Regions from separate parts of the Zea mays genome. Here regions 1 and 3 are each linked to region 2. The links are chromatin contacts, called in public Hi-C maps. All regions are on one chromosome and are shown on one strand. Each heading gives the region's core, a stretch centred on a gene start, on an enhancer-like site or on the middle of the called end of the contact. The rest is flanking DNA. Distances are from core to core; before and after follow the strand shown. Region 1 has its middle 19 kb from the start of LOC103650156. Region 2 holds the start of LOC606413 (protein disulfide isomerase 6). Region 3 holds the start of LOC103650157 (cytochrome P450 709B2).

Region 1 (4,435 bases), core at 1,741-4,240, 230 kb before region 2:
TCCGGATCCGAGGAGAATATTCCCTAATTGGAGCCATTCCGTTCTAGTTCCTTTGTAACCAAACAGCAACAAAACTGGCTCTTCAACCAAACACAGATATTTATCTCCGTTAAAAGGAATAGCCGAGGTGGCCATAATTAACCTACCCGTCTCCTTTTAACCATTTTGTAAATTTTAAAATAGTTTCCCACCATTTTTCGAATTTAGATTTAAATTCAAATTGGGTTTTCAAAAATTAAACATATACAATATATTATATTCGTGTCTCGTTATCATCATAACACCAACAATACAACTTATATATCTTGTATATAACTTTATGTGGTACTAATACTTCAAATATTTTATATAGTGTGCTATTTTCTAATAAAAAACCATTATCATCTTGTAATCCCTTAACTGTAGCTTCTCCTAGTTTTTTTGTATTCCCTTATTTCTCGTCAAACATACGTTCCCTCTCATAGTCATATTTGAAGAACCTTCCTTTTGGGTGCACACATGTATGCATGACAAATCCATAAATGCCAATTATGATTCTTGATATTTGATCCTAGGCGACTCGGTCCTTTTGCCCCTAGTCTTGTTAATTCGTAGTTGTTTATAGCCATTGCTAAATTTGTCGTACCCTCTGAGGTACTCATAAATGTAGAATCCATTTAATAGTGAACCTTGAGATTGTTTGGCATAATGCATGACATATAATACACAATTTATTAAAACATATAGAGGGCATGCATGATATAAAATCACAAATGACTTTTGATATGTACTGGGAAGTTGCGTCTGCGACCTATTATGATTTTGAGTTATTGGGTTCATTAGATAGAAATGACATTCTAGGACCTCATAGGATCAATGGCAAGTGGTATATATGGAACGATCCACCTTGAGAAAAATTTTCTAATCCCTTAAACCATTTTGAGAAAACCTTGATTCAAATTCGTATGTTTCAATATGACTTTTTAAGTTTCAATCTTTTTATCTCAAATTTTGTGGACATCTTTCAAACTTACTTGTGAAGGTCACTCGGAATTCGTTTGGATTGATTTTGAATTTTAGAACCTTGATTCGGGCTGCTAGAAACTGGGCATTGTTTTGGTAACTTCCGGATCTTCAATTTCTGTCTTGCAATTCATTTGTTTTGTTGGACTCATGTATGCATCACGAACTTTTTCAAAACATATAATCATTGGCTAATGAGAAGTTTTTAGTTTGAGCGTTTTCTTCATCTCCATTAATATTAAAAGCTCATTTTCCCGACTTTGGAGAATTTTCCTCACAAACTCATTTATGGCTATTTTGAGAAATCTGTTGTGTTCATCGATCATTTGCAAGAATATCTAGTCATTAGTTGATGCTTAAGTACTATCTTGTGTATTTTGAACTTTTGGATGTTTGGACACAGTATTGGAAAACAAGACAAGATTGTTGTTGTGGTTTCTGAACCCACGGGACAATAAAATTTGTGTTCGGCAGGAGTGTTAGCGCGGACTCGCTCCGAATGGTAAGTTACGGAGGCTCAAAAGTGGATCTGAGCGCGAAAGGGTTATACTAGTTCAGGCCGGAACCCTAGTCCAGTGCAGTGCTGACAGTAGTATTGCTCGGAGTGTGTTACAGTTGGATGCTTGTGTGAAGCCGTCGGATGTCTTTGGATGGGGTTGTCTTGCCCTTTTATAGCTCAAGGGTAGATGTTACAATGAGAACTTGTATTATACTGTAATACCCAAATTTATAAATCATATGATAGTAGATGAATTTCTTGAGTGTCTTGCCTCTATTTAATGGAGCATATGAAAAACCACCTTTAAAGTTAATAAATAGCTAATGACACCTAAAACAATATGTGCATCATGCTGGGGTTTTATTGTGTGCATTCGGTGACAATATAAAAATAATGTAAATAGAAATATATTAGTACCCAAATTAGAATTTAAGACTTAAATTGGGATTCTAGAATTACAGAAAGAGAGCACAAGTTATCATGAAATAAATATTAAAAATAGATAAATTCACTCATATCATGTCTAAGATGAATATTTAATGATAAAACAAATTTACCACAAAGTTTGAATTTGAATGGGAATTCAAATTATGAATTTGAAAATAAAAAGAAATTAGAAAAGAAAAAAGAAAAAAAAAGAGAAAACGTGCCTAGGCCAGCTTCTGTTCACTCGGCCCACTAACGTTCATTCCCCGTGCGGCCCAGGATCCCTTTCCCCGCGCGCGCCGTCACGCTGACGAGTGGGACCCAACTAGCCATCACGCGCGCTCTCCGCGTTTCGCCGAAAAGTGGGGTCTGTTAGTCAGCCGCCTCAACCGTTCCGCGACTTCGCCTCAACGGAGCTCCGGCCATGGCGGAGTGCGCCGCGAACCCCGGAGCACGTTGTGTGACCTTGTCCGCCACGTTCCTATATGTTGCGCCCCCTTTCCTTCCCTCCACTACCTTCGTGCGTGAGCGCAGGAACCAAATCGTCGCTGCCATTACTATGAGAAGTGAGTAAGGGGAGAAGCGGGTCGCCGTGGAGCCATCAGCTCGTTGCCGATCCCAATTGGGTCCGAATTAGGATATCAGGATCTTCGCCCAATCTTACCGAGGGTGCGCAAACCGTAGGCGGGCGGTGAAACCGGTCGTAGCGGGCGGAATTCTCGCCGTGGTTGAAGACCTGCCACGGATCCGCGCTGCCTCGTGGACAGGGGGGATCTTCACCGTGAACCGAAGTAAGTTGAGTACCAGTTTGTTCTTTTTCCTCTCGGCGTAGCGTAGCGTGATTCAAACTAGGATTTTGCCGCACTAGCTGGCAGCGTCGCCGTGTTGGGCGTCGTGGGGGAGTACGGCTCCTATGCCATCCGTATTGGGATGAAGGGTCCAAATTAATTGGTCGGATACCAAATCTAAACTGCTGATCAGCGATCGGATGGATTAGCACAGTTATGAAATGAGATGTGATCGACACCGTTGGTTTCCGATCCGGTGGTTACTATTGCGTATCGATTCGATGAAATTAGAATCTAATCTTAACCGTAGAAAATTGATTGGGTGGTCCATCTTGGCTGATACCCCTTCGGATCGCTGACTTTACAAATAGAACCCTATGTTTTAGGGAAACAAACCGGTCGTCCATCGCCGGTGTTCACTGAGTCTCGGGATACTTACAAGGAAGCCCCTGCACTTTTCAGAAATTGACGCGCAGTCCAGAGAACAGATAAATTGGATAAATAAATATGGAAATGTATTTTTAATGTAAAAATAATTGCTAGAATTTGTTTAATCCATAGAAAATTCATATTAAGTCCAAATTTGTCTAATCTAGTTTCTATAATTTTGTAATAATATTGTGCATCACATAGTGTCTCTTTTGACATGAAAATTGTATTAAAATTTATCTCTTAATTAATCTTGTATCAAATACATAGAACATTTGGAAATTCATAACTTAAATTCCATAACTCCAAAATTAATGATTCATGTTCCTATGATCTTATTTCAATATGTAGATTATTAATATGTACTTTGTATACATGTTTAGTGTGATGTTAATTTCCTTTTTATACTATGCTTGTTTGTATTGTGGCGAGTAGAAGAGCCAGTGGTTGAGGATCCCGGAGTTCAGCAGGTAGAAGCTGTTGAGCAGGAGCTCATTGAAGACAAGTTGTGCCCTTAACCACTTTTATTACCCAATAATGTTCTTTATTATCATTTATTCCTGCATTGGTATAATTTTGATGGGACCCAATAGGTAACCCTAGACTGGTTATCCTTTTACCTTGTTCACCCCTGAATCATTTGGGTAGTTTTGCTATTGTTCTATATGGTTTTGGGATTATTATTACATTATGTCTATGTTTCAATTATTTTGTTATTTTATTATTCATGTCAAGATCATTATTTTTAATTGGAACATGGAGCTTAACTTGAGAAACACGTGCCACCACAAGGGTGGAATTGGACGCCCTTGGCTGACTAACTAGGAAATCTAGTGGAGGACTACCTTACCTGATATGGGCAAGGGCAGTAGGGGAGTAGGCGTGTAGGGAGGTTCCTGGGTTGATTTTGCTACGTTGGCGGTCAGACGGGGGATTCCTGCATTGCTCTTCCTAGAAACTGTAGCGGGTTTTCTGAAGCTAGTGGAACTTTGTAAAGGCCTCATAGTGTTACTGTGCCTCGCTTTCTTGGTAGAGGTGTATGGGAGTCGCGATCCCTTGCAGATGGGTAACATGACTAGTGGGTACAGGGTACAACCTCTGCAGAGTGTAAAACTAGTATACTAGCCGTGCTCGCGGTCATGAGCAGCTGAGGACTCTCGCATGATTAAAGTATGGAACTAAATTCAATTTGTCATTTGCATTGCATGAGATTATTTATTAATTTTGTTCTATTCTTATTATGGTTTGGTATTTACTTACATCTAGTAATTGCTAATAAAATTTGACCAAC
Region 2 (4,140 bases), core at 1,072-3,571:
TCGAGACTCAACATTGCCAAAGGCCTCTTTGACCTCTCTCTTTGCCTTTAGTAGCTCTCCATAAAAGAAACCCATGGATGGCTTCACATCCCCATCAACCAAACGGAGGACTTTGACCAATGGCTCAAAAACAGCCAACATTAGCTTCACATCCTTCCAAAAGGCTGGACTCAATATAGTAGCTGTGGCCTTTTTTCCTTTCTTTGATTTCACATCCTTTAATGAGTCCCACCTGCTATGAACCACCATCTTCCTTAATTGGTCCTTCTTCTCTTGCATGCTGTTCAAAGTGAGAAAGTATGAAGCAAACCTAGTCACTCCTGGCCTCACTAGCTCTTTCCCCTCTGTGAAGTATCTCAAGCACTCCAATGTTCTTGTGTGGTCATACACAAATATGGTAAATGACTTTGTTTGGTCAATCACTTTCCTGAACCGAGGCAAGTTGCCAATTCCTTGGAGCATCAAGTTGATTGTGTGAGCTGCACAAGAGGTCCAAAATATTTGTGGTCTTTTCACAAGCAATAGCTTCTTTGCTCCCATGTTGTTAGAGGCATTGTCAGTGACTACTTGCACCACATTTTCTTCACCAATGTCTTCAATTGCTTTGTCCACTAATTCAAAAATGACTTCACTTGTGTGTGACACATCTGACATCTCTTTTGAGCTAATGAAGGAGGTTCCATCAGCACAATTAGTGCATATATTCATTATGCTTCTCCTCTTCCTATCTGACCAAGCATCGGTCATAATAGAGCACCCATTTTTCATCTTCTCGGCTTCACGTTCCTGCAGCAAACACTTGGTTCTTTCATATTCTTCTTCCAGCAAACTACCTCGAAAGGCATCTTGAGTTGGAGGTGTAAGTCCTGGTCCAAATTGTCCAATTGCTTCACACATTTGCTTGAACTCATCATTGTCACATGCATTGAAAGGTATTCCTGCCAATGATTAAAAAATGAAGTCTAATTAGTGTCCAGTTCATGAATAACAGCAAATAATGAATTTTAAAATGTGAAAACAGCATAGTATACTAGCAATTTACCACGATTATAGGCCCATCTTGCAATAAACTTGTACACCTCATGCTCTCTTTCTTTCCACAGTTCCTTGTTCAGCTGCTGTTGTTTGAAAGAATCAGCCTTAGTAGGATCAATAGCACGTGTCCATTTGTCAATTGGCCCTAATTTGTGAGGTTGTGAGCTTCCAACACAAGTGACTTCTTCTAACTCCTCTCCAACCCTAGATACATTCACTTCCTCTCCAAGTTCTAGCTCACGAACAGTCTTCTCCTCCCTCTTCCTTTTTTGCAGCCTCTATTGCTTTCTTGCACTTCTCTTTAGCCTCTAGAGCTTGCGGTGTTGCAGACGTGCATTTCTTCACATTCTTTCCAACATGGGCAAGATGCTCCTTCAACCTATAAATCCCTCCCCTCATCTCCTTGTCACAGAACTTACACTTCACCTTGTCTTTGTTGTTAGCATCAACCAGAACACCATATTCCCATCCAACATCATCTGAATTTCTTTTTAGGAGATTCGCTCTAGCTGCTTCAGTTTCAGAAGGTGCAGCTGCAGTTTCTGATGACATCCTTAATCCTTTCACTTGTACACCGCAGGCTATCATTTCTCTTGTACAAGTAGGAAAGTAGGGAGGCCAAGTTAGCAGGGGAGGAAAGCAGGGGAGGCGGTTAGCAGGGGAGCGGCTGGAGGAGGGGGATGAGCAGGGAGGGGAGCAGCCGTCGGGGGAGGAGAACTCACCGGCGGGGGAGCAGGAAGGGGAGCAGCCGGCGGGGGAGTAGCCGGAGGCCAAGTTCGCGTGTGGAGGAGGGAGGCCGAGCGGGAGCAGCGCATGGATTTTCCCACGCGGGAGCAGGTCGGCCCGGCACGCGCTCCTGCTAAAAATCCTGCGCGCTTCCGCTAAAAAAACGCCGCGCGCTCCCGCCGCCCGCCTACGGCGCCTGCGCGCCGCAAAGTCGCCACGGAGGCGCGGCTGAGCGCCGCCTAGGCGATGCGCCCGCCTAAACAGCGCACAACGCCCTAGGCTACGCGGCAGCCCACCGATTAGCGCCTAGGCGCCGCCTAGCCGAACACAGTTCGTACGCTTGGTGCTCAACACCATCGTTGTCGACCTCTTTTTCTTCATACTTGTAGTGTTAGTCTAATCTACCGTATGTTCGAGTGGCACCATATGTTAGTGTGATTAAAAAGGAAAGAGAAAACAATATGGTCGAGTGAGATACCACTCACACGCACGAAATCACGGGCATGTGACAACCTAAAACAAGGTAAGGTTGCACGTTTAAAAAGCTGTAGTGTATTTCTGATTTATTTATATGGAGATTATTTCTGGTTTATATAAAAGGACACAAGTGGGGACGAAGTAGCAGAAGACTTCCCTTCGTCTGCTTCCCAGAGACCCAGCCATGGCGATCTCCCAGATCTCACGCATATTCCTGGCCATCCTTCTCCTGGCCGCCGCCTTCGCCGCCGCCCCAGCTGCGCTTGCGGACGGCGACGACGTGGTGGCCCTTACCGAATCCACGTTCGAGAAGGAGGTCGGAAAGGACCGCGGCGCCCTCGTCGAGTTCTACGCCCCCTGGTTTGAGCTCGCTCCCTTTGTTCTCTACCACGCTGGATTGTATTTCGATAGATCGTACGGGAATGCGGGACTAGATCTGTGGACTGTGGTTGGGGTTACTGGTACCGCAGTAGGTCCCGAAATTTGGATATTTGCGGACATGGATGGGGCGGTAGTTCTCGAGCTGATCCAATTGTGGGTAGAAATCGTGTTTTCCTGTATTTTTTTCAATCAGTTGTGGGATCCGCTAGAAATAAGATCGTTATGGATGGATATTTTAATTCACGTAGTGAATTGATCATTTTATAGGCTTGGCAGACTGGTGGCATATATGCACTTGAACTGTCTTAATATTTGGCCGTTTGTCTCCCACGTGTAAAAATGTTGTAGATCACAGATTCATCTTCTAGTGTGTAGGCTTGGGTATACAAAACAAGTGGGATCTCTCGTTTGACCGTGCACTTTTAACCTCTGCAGTTTTATCTTCTGCAATAGTATAATACCCTGGAATTCAGTAACATAGAACTGTACTTGGAATTTATTATTTCTCTGCATCAGCAGGTCAACGTTTCATAAATTCTGGTTTTAATCATCTGCTTGATTTGTTTGTTTAGGTGTGGTCACTGCAAGAAGCTTGCTCCTGAGTATGAAAGACTTGGTGCAAGTTTTAAGAAAGCTAAATCTGTCTTGATTGCTAAGGTATATGTATATCTGTCATACACATGAAGAATTAAATTGGTTCTCTACCTGATGAATCTCTCAGCATTACTTAGATATTATATGTCCTTTTATTCCACTATGTGAGATAAGAAAATTATTGACACATGGCTATGACATTTCTTCTGCACTTTTTGCGGTTTCATAAAATCATTCACTTATCTTAAAATCTGGTTTCTTTTTTTAGGTTGATTGTGATGAGCACAAGAGTTTGTGCAGCAAGTATGGAGTTTCCGGGTATCCAACAATCCAATGGTTCCCGAAAGGATCCTTGGAGCCCAAAAAGTGAGGGAGCGCGTGTTTAAATTTTTCCATATCCTTTGTTTACCAAGTTCTGTGAATTCTGACAGAAATTCCTTTGGCAAATTAGGTATGAAGGACAACGCACTGCAGAAGCCCTTGCTGAATTTCTCAATACTGAAGGAGGTGGGAATTTAACATGTTCTCTGTAATACTGTGAATCTGTTGCTTTACCAAGCAGCTTCACTTTTTTATATTCAATGTGCTTATTGTATATAAGAATGTCACAGACTACATTTCAAGTTTTCACAAAAAAATAACAAAGTTATGCATTATCGCAGTAATCATATTTCTCCATTAATCAATGTCTAAATTCATTGGATTCTGGATTTTTCAGGCACAAATGTAAAGCTGGCAACCATTCCTTCAAGTGTTGTGGTTCTCACCCCAGAGACCTTTGACTCAATTGTCCTTGATGAAACCAAAGATGTCCTTGTTGAGTTCTATGCCCCATGGTAGGTTACTGGGTTTTGTTAAGAACTTCGCCATTATCTTTTGTGCCATCAATCTGTTATCTTTGCTCAGTGAATCTAATGGATTATGTAC
Region 3 (4,306 bases), core at 792-3,291, 180 kb before region 2:
AACCTCGGGCAAAAGGAAGTGGCAGTGCGTATATATATTTATGGTAGCACATCTCAATCGTGAAGGTTCCTCAGGATGATGGGAAGCCCGAACCTGGGCATAAGGGTGACCGCTTCCTTGGGTGCATGGACATAGTTTGGCGAGAGCTCAAACGAGAACCTCTGAAGGATCATGGCGATCCCGATACGGGCCTCAAGCATCGCGAAGTTCTGGCCGATGCAAGCCCTAGGCCCCTGGGAGAAGGACAGCAGGGCATTGGGGTGTTTGGCAGCGGCATTGGACACGCCATGCTCGAACCTGTCAGGGTTGAACTCGTCAGCATCTTGGCCCCAGACATCCTTGTCCCTGTGCAGCAATGCAATTGGTATCGACAGCATTGTTCCCTTGGGCACCCTCGTGCTGCGGAGCAGGATGTCTGAGCCTACGGCCCTTCTTATGAACACCACGGGGCTGTAGAGCCTCAATGACTCGAGAAGAACCATGTTAACCTGAACGGCAATGGATATCAATACATTGACCGGTTCCAAATTTCTGGCGGGAGGGGGATATGCTAGGTTTACCAGTTTGAGCTTGGTGACTGTGTCCGGATTTGGCACTGCATCGCCACACTCTCTCAGCACCTCCTCCCTCAGCCTGTGTTGCCACTCAGAGTACCTGCTAAGCAGGAACATGGTCCAGGTGAGGAGGTGCGAGGTGGTGTCCTGCCCAGCGAAGATGAAGGTCTTGCACTCGTCCACGATCTCCTCCGTGGTGAGCATCTGGTGCCCTTCTTGCTCCAGAGCGCGCGCTTGGAGCATCAGGCCGAGCAGATCGTTGCCGTATCCACTGGTGCCCCTCGCGGCAAGGCGCCCTTCGATTATCGCCATGAGCATGCTCCTCACCTTCTTGTCCAGCTCTTCAACTCGTCGGCTGCTCTTGCTAGTTGGCAATTTCAGTTTCCTTCATGCATATACGTATGTATGCAAATGAATTTCGATTATTGAGTATTCCATTGCCTTTATGCAAAGAAGCGATTAGTTGAATAACCTTAGACAAGCAGGAGCAGGGATATCAAGCCATGTCGAGAATGTGAGTTCTTGGAGCTCCTTCTGCGCGACGAACACCTCCTTACCCTCCTTGTAGCTGGTACCGAAGGCCGTGTGCGCGATGACATCTGAAGTCAGCTCCGAGAACTCGCTGCTGAGTTCAATTTCAGCCTCATGGTTGCTGGCCCGCTGTATCTGAGATCGCCATTGCTGCATCATCCGCTGCACCAGGTCGGCCATGACCACCGACATCGTCTGCATACATGCGACATGACAATGACGCAGTAATTAATTTAATGATCACATTGTATTTGCATATGCAGTGGGATCAGGGTGGTATGCTTGGTCTCAGACATCATATCAGGCTGACCTTGAGCTTGTCGGGCTTGAAGGCCGGGTGCACCACCTCGCGGTGGCGTTTCCAGTCTTCGCCGTTGGCGAGAACGAGACCCTTGCCAAGGAGTACCTCCATGCTGTCGTTCATGTAGTCCTTGGGGAACAGGCCTGTCCTCTCCGCGAGCACCTGCTTCACCAGGCCCACCTCGGCGACGCAGATGGTCGGCACCGCGCCGAACCAGTACAGAAATGTCTTCCCTGCAGTGAACGGTAGTCATTCTGTCAGAAACATACATCATTCGATTCGATTCTCCAGACGAAGGCCACCCGTGCTAATTTAGACGCTGTGCATACCGTAATCGGATACCCATCTACGGTACTGCGGCTGCACGATGGGGACGAAGTCATGGGAGCCGACGTCGAGTGTGATCTTGCTGCCGGCGGCTTTCATCCGCTTGATCTCCGGCAGGGAGCCGACGAGGAACCTGTAGCTTGGGCCCCCGATGCCCTGGCCCCGAAACCACCGGGTGACGACGTAGGGCTTCCACACCAGAAAGAACAGCGCTCCGATCAGCAGCGTGGAGGCGAGCACGGCCAGGAGGGCACCCAGCACTGACCCCATGAAAGCATCCATTTTTTTTTTCTTTATCGATGCGTTTGCTTGTGTGGCTATCTGTGTACTTATATGAATGAGCTGAACAGGGAAAAATATTATACCGGATATAAATGTTATCTTTTACGGCCCTTCACATCCACCACTCGGAGACCCACAAACACATATCAATATTTACAAAATAATCCTTTAGTAATTTGTTTTTCTTCTATTTATATGGACCAGCAGTTAGTATATATGAGGGACTGTAAAAGAGATTCTTTACATCCGGTATGCAAAGAATTTTTTTAGTGAAGGAAAAAATATTCTGTACATACCGGATATAAACGTTATCTTTTACAGCCCTTCACATCCACCACTCGGAGGCCCACAAACACAGATCAATATTTACAAAATAATCCTTTAGTAATTTGTTTTTCTTCTATTTATATGGACCAGCAGTTGGTAGTGAGGGACTGTAAAAGAGATTCTTTACATCCGTTATGCAAAGAACTTTTTTCAGTGAAGGGAAAAATATTCTGTACATATCGAATATAAACGTTATCTTTTACAGCCCTTCACATCCACCACTCGGAGGCCCACAAACACAGATCAATATTTACAAAATAATCCTTTAGTAATTTGTTTTTCTTCTATTTATATGGACCAGCAGTTGGTATATGTGAGGGACTGTAAAAGAGATTCTTTACATCCGGTATGCAAAGAATTTTTTTCAGTGAAGGGAAAAATATTCTGTACATACCGGATATAAACGTTATATTTTACAGCCCTTCACATCCACCACTCGGAGGCCCACAAACACAGATCAATATTTACAAAATAATCCTTTAGTAATTTGTTTTTCTTCTATTTATATGGACCAGCAGTTGGTATATGTGAGGGACTGTAAAAGAGATTCTTTACATCCGGTATGCAAAGAACTTTTTTCAGTGAAGGGAAAAATATTCTGTACATACCGGATATAAACGTTATCTTTTACAGCCCTTCACATCTGAAAGGGAATTAGGCTTACACCTAGTCCCTAATTAATTTTGGTGGTTGAATTGCCCAACACAAATAATTGGACTAACTAGTTTGCCCAAGTGTATAGATTATACAGGTGTAAAAGGTTCACAAGCTTCTAAAGGGAGAACACATTTTAGGATTAACAAATGTTCATTTTGAGAAAGACAGGATTTGTAGCGCATGCCAAGCAGGGAAGCAAGTTGGCTCTCATCATCCGCATAAGAACATAATGACGACCGACAGGCCACTGGAGCTCCTGCACATGGATCTATTCGGCCCGATCGCTTACATAAGCATCGGCGGGAGTAAGTACTGTCTTGTTATTGTGGATGATTATTCTCGCTTCACTTGGGTATTCTTTTTACAGGAAAAATCTCAAACCCAAGAGACCTTAAAGGGATTCTTGAGACGGGCTCAAAATGAGTTCGGATTAAGGATCAAGAAAATAAGAAGCGACAACGGGACGGAGTTCAAGAACTCACAAATTGAAGGTTTTCTTGAGGAGGAGGGCATCAAGCATGAGTTCTCCTCTCCCTACACGCCACAACAAAATGGTGTAGTGGAGAGGAAGAATCGAACTCTATTGGACATGGCAAGGACCATGCTTGATGAGTACAAGACTTCGGATCGGTTTTGGGCCGAGGTGGTCAATACCGCTTGCTACGCCATCAACCGGTTATATCTACACCGAATCCTCAAGAAGACATCTTATGAACTCCTAACCGGTAAAAAGCCCAATATTTCATATTTTAGAGTTTTTGGTAGCAAATGCTTTATTCTTGTTAAAAGAGGTAGAAAATCTAAATTTGCTCCTAAGACTGTAGAAGGCTTTTTACTTGGTTATGACTCAAACACAAGGGCATATAGGGTCTTTAACAAGTCCACTGGACTAGTTGAAGTCTCATGTGACGTTGTGTTTGATGAAACTAACGGCTCTCAAGTAGAGCAAGTTGATCTTGATGAGATAGGTATTGAAGAGGCTCCATACATCGCGCTAAGGAACATGTCCATTGGGGATGTGTGTCCTAAGGAATCCGAAGAGCCTCCAAAAGCACAAGATCAACCGTCCTCCTCCACTCAAGCATCTCCACCAACTCAAAATGAGGATGAAACTCAAGTTGATGAAGAAGAAGATCAATCAAATGAGCCACCTCAAGATGACGGCATAGATCAAGGGGGAGATGCAAATGATCAAGACAAGGAGGATGAAGAACCAAGACCGCCACACCCAAGAGTCCACCAAGGAATTCAACGAGATCACCCCATCAACACCATCCTCGGCGACATTCATAAAGGGGTAACTACTAGATCTCGGGTTGCACATTTT

What was found. A called contact is a pair of places that touch in the nucleus more often than the background predicts.
Region 1: a contact with region 2 is called in a Hi-C map of leaf, with 3 times the contacts expected there. The contact joins the enhancer-like site here to the promoter of LOC606413 in region 2. A contact is called at or near these places in 2 of 25 Hi-C or Micro-C datasets (endosperm and leaf).
Region 3: a Hi-C map of leaf shows a contact between it and region 2, with 8 times the contacts expected there. The contact joins the promoter of LOC103650157 here to the promoter of LOC606413 in region 2. A contact is called at or near these places in 2 of 25 Hi-C or Micro-C datasets (both in leaf).

The regions. Positions count from the first base shown.
Region 1 is chr3:64,819,176-64,823,610 of Zm-B73-REFERENCE-NAM-5.0, forward strand. No RefSeq gene overlaps it. Among protein-coding and RNA genes, the nearest start is that of LOC103650156, 19 kb to the left of the region's middle. Within about 2 kb of position 2,991, at least 15 of the 20 cell types and tissues checked have an H3K27ac peak or open chromatin away from gene starts, as enhancers often do. A contact at or near this core is called in leaf, where this site is marked.
Region 2 is chr3:65,053,773-65,057,912 of Zm-B73-REFERENCE-NAM-5.0, forward strand. LOC606413 (protein disulfide isomerase 6) reads left to right here and starts at 2,322. Exons shown (of 11, transcript NM_001112288.2): 1 at 2,322-2,598; 2 at 3,192-3,276; 3 at 3,482-3,579; 4 at 3,665-3,720; 5 at 3,932-4,049. The coding sequence starts at 2,423. It overlaps LOC103650159, which reads right to left and starts at 2,232. Exons shown (of 5, transcript XM_035966223.1): 1 at 1,758-2,232; 2 at 1,043-1,627; 3 at 1-938.
Region 3 is chr3:64,877,488-64,881,793 of Zm-B73-REFERENCE-NAM-5.0, forward strand. It overlaps LOC103650157 (cytochrome P450 709B2), which reads right to left and starts at 2,042. Exons shown (of 5, transcript XM_008675805.3): 1 at 1,716-2,042; 2 at 1,396-1,619; 3 at 1,027-1,280; 4 at 561-939; 5 at 1-488. The coding sequence starts at 1,995. The coding sequence ends at 54.